2 separate regions of the Sus scrofa genome follow, and region 1 is linked to region 2. Evidence: chromatin contacts called from public HiChIP or PLAC-seq data. All regions are on one chromosome and are shown on one strand. Each heading gives the region's core, a stretch centred on a gene start, on an enhancer-like site or on the middle of the called end of the contact. The rest is flanking DNA. Distances are from core to core; before and after follow the strand shown.

Region 1 (2,770 bases), core at 102-2,601, 640 kb after region 2:
CCTGAAACAGTGTTAGATAATATTGCATTTATTTCTCACAACAACCTCATGAATTAGAAATGAAAGTCCAGAGAAACATTGAAGCTTATCCAAGTTAGAAAGCTAATAGGTCATGAAGCAAGATTTAAGTGGAGGTGCCTAGGTCTCTGCAAGTTTCTGCATTTCCCATGTTGCCCTTTTGATGAGGAAGATTGAGTTTAATTACTTGTGTGTGTATGACGTGTTCTTATACCTCACCTCATCACCTCAAAAAGATTTACTTTCTAGATTAAATCTTTTGCCTCCAGAATGAATCTGGTGTGTTTCTAAACACATTTATAAAACATACAGGGAACAGGACCTGATTTCCTGCCTGGCTGAGTGAAACATTAATTCCATCTTGGCGCCTCATCCTACAGCTGTAATAAGGGCCGTTATGCCCAAATAGGCCCTTAAACGGAAGACCTGCTGAGCAGAGACCCACTTTCCCAGCCCTGCTCCGCAGCGTCAGCTTCTCTGCCAACTGACCAGGAGGAAGCAGCAGCAGGGGAGGAGGGCCTGCAGGTAGGTGGGGACGGGATCACTTTGAAAGCCTCAAAGCCCTAACTGCGAAGCAGCAGCTGCTCCTTGTTTTTCTAACATCTGTCCCATCTGTGCCCTTGCGCACCTGACCCTCCAGAGGCTCGGGCTAGCTCAACGTGGATGTGACAAGGGAGCATTTCTGGAGGCTGGCTGGTGAGTGGATATGAGCTTACTTACTACCCAGAAAGTTTCTTCTACTGGGAAGAGGGCAGTTGGGGCTCTTGAGGAGGATGTCTATCGCTTCCTTCATTTTGCTCGCATATACAGCTTTGATGGACCGAGTGGGGATTTGCAGCATCACCCAAATGGGACTACACGTCATGAAGATGTTATTTCACCAGACAGAGGTATCCTAGCGCTCACTTTCTAAGTGTAACCTCCAGGGAAGGCGCAGGCTTCGATCCGGAGAGAAGTAAGGATGCAGCACTCAGTACACGGGTGCTTGCTGCACAAGTCGTCAGGGCGTATTGCTTATTTCTGGGTCCCTCACCAACACTGTGCGTCTGGAGACTTAGGGACCTTACTTTTACCCAGTTATTTCCTCCTTGTATTCAGAACCGTGGCTGGAACCTAGCAGGCATGAAATACATACTTATGAATGAATGAACTTTAAAGAGGAAAAATGAAGGAGCCGGCAGGTTCGTTCGGTTCGGAGGCAGGCTTGGAGGGAGGGGCTTAAACTTGTACGGAGCCACCCAGAGAAGCGCGAGTCCTCAGGCCCCGAGCGCGCCTGCGCCTTCCAAGACGGCCACGCCCCCTCCCAGGGCTATCGCTCGGTGAAGTCCGCCCACTCTGGTTACCGGGTTGTGGGTGGTGTCAGGACGGTGCAGGCGCAATGAGCGGCGGAAGTAGTTACTGGGAAGTAAGCAAGCGGCAGTTTCCCTTGGCGTAAGGCTCCTCCTCCCGCCGCGGGTTGCTTCACTGCACGTGTGCCCGGGCTCCGCCCCACACTGCCAGTGCTTTGGCCGCTTGGGCGCCTCCTCCCGCGCAGAGATGGCGCACGACCCCGCAGGTACGGGGTGGGAGGCGGGGGTTGCCGAGCCGCGGCTGGCGTGTGGCGGGCTGGGGGCGGGGGTCGAGCTGGGGGAGGCGCGGCGCCCCGGCGGCCCCGCCCCGCCGCGCCCGGGCGCCTGGCTCCGCGGCCCTAGGGCTATGGTTCGGGGAGCGGCGCTGTTTGGCGTCGATCCTCTTTTCCGATTGTAGCTTGCAGATAGTTTTCTTCTGGACACCTGTCCTCTTTTCGCCCATTTCAAGTATCTGTAGTCCAACCTAACATCATTGATCGGAGCGAGTGCCAGCTTGTTTGGAAAACGCCCCCCAAGCCCCGCTCTTTGTGAGTTTGACTTTCGTGCGTACCCCTAGGGCAGTTTGTATCCGTGTTGTCTGCCCCTCGGCATCTCAGTTTAGAGGGTACCCAGAGCTGCGTGTCTAGAGGGAATGGTGATTAGCTTTAGATCATTCCCTTCACTCTGGATGTGAAAAGTCCAGCCAGTGGGAGGAGGAATGACCTCAAACATTTGGAGACTCAGAAATGACAATCACTTTAGTGAGCTCAAGGAGAAGGAGATAATCGTGTAGCTGACGAGGCTCGTGGCTGATTGCTGGTGCGGCAGAGTCTGCATAGAACTCAGTCCATTTCAGTGCATTTCCCGTCTGGGTGGTAGACCATGCCGCCTTTACGTCCTTATGGATGAAACAGATACTTGTTGCGTGCACACGGTATGTCCTTCCTGTTCTAGGCCCTAGGAGTCTGGTATATAGGGCAAAGGATCCCTGCTCTATCTAGAGCTTGTATTCTAGTTGTAGAAGAAAGAAGACCACCCACAGTACTTTTATAGATTGTGATAAACATTATGAAGAAAATAAGCAGTGACATAGGTAGATGGTCAAGAAATGGTTAAGAAAGGACGACTTAAGGTGGAATGGTCAGTGAAGAACTCTAGGAGGAAGTGTCAAGTGAATTGGAATCTGAAGGACTATGGGAAGCAGTCCTGTAGAGGTAATGGAAAAGCATACAGCTGGGCCGAGGTGCAAATGCTTAAACGATGTGATTGAATCATTTCTATCAGAGTGGAGGAGATCCATAAGGAGAGATGTTGGGAACGTACACAGAACCTAGATGCTGCACGGCCTGAAGGCCGTATTGGAAAGCATTAGGATTTTTCCTGATGTTATCAAAGGCCTCTGGAGGCTTTTAAAGAAGGTGGTG
Region 2 (2,700 bases), core at 147-2,646:
AGGCTAAGTTTTTCCTCCATGTTTTGAGAATTTATGGGTGAACATATTGAGATGATGAATGGCTACTCTGCGGGGGCCTTACGGTAATCTTTAAAAGGACGGGGGCGGGGTGAGAGTGGGGAATAAGTGAAATTCTTGAATAAAAACACGTTAAAAACAATTTCCCTGTTAGTTGTGAAAGACTGGAAAATTTTCACTGCAACCTTCCTTCCTTTGCTGGTTACAAAGTAAGGGCTGGAAAGAGGAAAATTTCTAACACTTCTATGCTCTTTTGAGTCACGGACTATGAAGGAAGGAGAGACCTGGGGGGACCTATGCATCCCACGTGAAAGCAGGAAGTCAGTTTCTCAAGCCTGGGCCCCGCGTCCAGCATCACAAACGCGAAGACCGACCTTTTGAAAAAGCCCACCACCACACCCCTCCAACCGTGAGGCCAAGGCCAGCCTGGGCCGCTGAAAGGCACAGCGCGCGGGGCTCGGGACACCTTCCTCTTTCTACTTGGCCTGCGGCAGGAGGACACTCCTCCGGTTCTCGCCCGAAGAGGCGGCGGCCCAGGCAGTCTGCAGCGAGGGGCAGCCTTGGCCGCAAAGGCAGGCGGCGTCCACGAGGCCAGAGGAGTCCCGGAACAAAGCGCACGGGGGCCGGATGGGGGACAGAAAAGATGGGAAAGGTTCACCCAGCTCCGCGCCGCTGCCTGGGGCTACACAGGTGGAGTCGCGCTCCTGCCCATTGAGAGAAGGGCCGGCCTCAGCTCCAGCGCCAAGGCCACCGGAGCGGAGATCCCGGGGCAGTGGGCCAGACAGAGACCGGCGCGGGCGGGCTGTTGAGCGGCGGACCCCCGGGTTCCCCGGAAGCCGAGAGCCCCGGACGCACCGCCGCCACACGCGGGCCTCCCCGGCGCCGCCGCCCCTCGTCCCTGACGGCCACACACAAAGGGGCTGCCTGGCGCGCCGGCCGCCGGCGGCTGGGGGGCCGAGCCGGGACCAGTGGCCGGCTCACCGCGTCCCCGCCTTTGTCCGCCGCGCCCCGTGCCCGGCCGAGGAGCCCGTCGCCCGCTGCGTCCGCGCCCAGCTCGTTACCCGGGTGAGGAGTGGTCTCATCTGCTCGCCTGCCCCGTCCGCCTCCATAGTCGGCCCTCCAGCCCGCCGCAGCCGCTCCGCCGTGCCGCGTACGATCCGCTCGCTGCCGCCGCCGAGAGCCAGGCGCGCGAGGGGAAACGAACGTGCGTCCGTGCGCAGGGCGCGCGCGTGGGGAGAACCGTGCGCGCGAGAGGGGCGCGTACGCGGCGGTCCCGGGTCTGCCTCTTGCGGGGCCGGAGGCCGCGGCGTGGAACGTGGAGCAAGCACTGAGCGAGCAGGAGGCCGAGGCGGGGAAGAGGGTGCCGCGGAGGCCGGGGGCGGGGCCGAGCCGTGACGACACACCCGCCCCGCCCACCGCCCACCACCCGCCCCTTGCGCCCCGCCCCCTGCCCGACAGCCCCGCGGGCCTCCTAAATGCGCGGGTGGGCCCCCGGGCCCCACCGCCCCGAGTCGGTGCGGGAAGGGGGCGGAAGGGGGCGGGAGGGGGCGGGAGGGCGCCCGTCCCAGCCAATCGGAAGCCCTCGGGGTTCCATACTCACCTTCCCGCCACGCCGCCTTCTCAGGAGGCTGGCCCCCCTTGGTAAAATCGTAAGTGACCAAAAATAAGTGTCTGACTCGTTTTTCTAGTCGTAAGTTGGGTGAGGGTCACCACCGCGCCCAGCTCCTAACCACGTTCTTTAGTGGCAAGAGGAAAGAAGGCAGCCACCCGTTTCAAGGATGCTCGAGGGAGCCCCAGAGGAACTAACGGTCTTCAGGATTGCTGCAAGTTCTTTTTCTCTCAGCCCTGCAGGCAAGAAGCCCAACTCGGGGCCAGTGAAAAGGGGAGCACTCCCGGCCAGGTGTCCTCGTGTGCCACGGCGGCGCCCACACTCGTCCACCTCTTAAGGTACTTCTCCGGTATCCACAGCTCTAACTGGAGGTGGTGATGGTGCCTGCCACGAAGGTCATTGGAGGATTGAGTGAATTGCTATCAGGAAACGTGCATGACTCGGAAAAGTGCCTGCTTGTTAACTAGGCATCATTGTTGACTAAGTTATCTTGGGTGTTTACAAAAGAACAAAAGGGTTAGTGAAGAGGAGTTAAGTCAGCTCTGTGGAAGGAAACTTTCTATTACAGCAGGTCTGGAGAGTTTATTCCATCCATCTCAAATAGGATATTTCTAAAGTCAGAAATAGGTAAGTTTGGGAGTTCCCCTCATGGCTCAGTGGTTAACGAATCCGACTAGGAACCATGAAGTTGCAGCTCGATCCCTGGCCTTACTCAGTGGGTTAAGGATCCAGCGTTGTCTGAGCTGTGGTGTAGGTCGCAGAGGCGTCTGGGATCTGGCGTTGCTGTGGTTCCGGCGGCTACAGCTCGGATTAGACTCCTAGCCTGCGAACCTCCATATGCCGCAGGTGCAGTCCCAGAAAAACCAAAAAAAAAAAAAAAAGGTAAGTTTGATGAATGACTCCTTCCAGTTTTGGGTCTTAGTCTTCTTTTTTCTAAATTTCCCAGAGTTACTTCTAGGCACACGTTATTTTTTTATTGTATAAAGAGCACATGTGCTACCATTTAAACTACAATCTGACACTGTACATTAATGCAAACTCCATCTCTAATCCTCCCACTACAATATATGTTC

What was found. HiChIP or PLAC-seq counts read pairs in DNA pulled down with a chosen protein or histone mark.
Region 1: a contact with region 2 is called in an H3K27ac HiChIP or PLAC-seq map of alveolar macrophages. The contact joins the promoter of CMC1 here to the promoter of SLC4A7 in region 2. A contact is called at or near these places in 1 of 5 promoter capture datasets (fetal liver), 1 of 47 Hi-C or Micro-C datasets (subcutaneous adipose tissue) and 1 of 2 datasets of contacts at active chromatin or transcription factors (alveolar macrophages).

The regions. Positions count from the first base shown.
Region 1 is chr13:14,680,873-14,683,642 of Sscrofa11.1, forward strand. CMC1 (COX assembly mitochondrial protein homolog) reads left to right here and starts at 1,352. Exons shown (of 7, transcript XR_002338179.1): 1 at 1,352-1,573.
Region 2 is chr13:14,041,712-14,044,411 of Sscrofa11.1, forward strand. SLC4A7 (sodium bicarbonate cotransporter 3) reads right to left here and starts at 1,397. Exons shown (of 26, transcript XM_021071464.1): 1 at 1,080-1,397. The coding sequence starts at 1,127. LOC102163580 (a long non-coding RNA gene) reads left to right here and starts at 1,560. Exons shown (of 4, transcript XR_001300094.2): 1 at 1,560-2,254.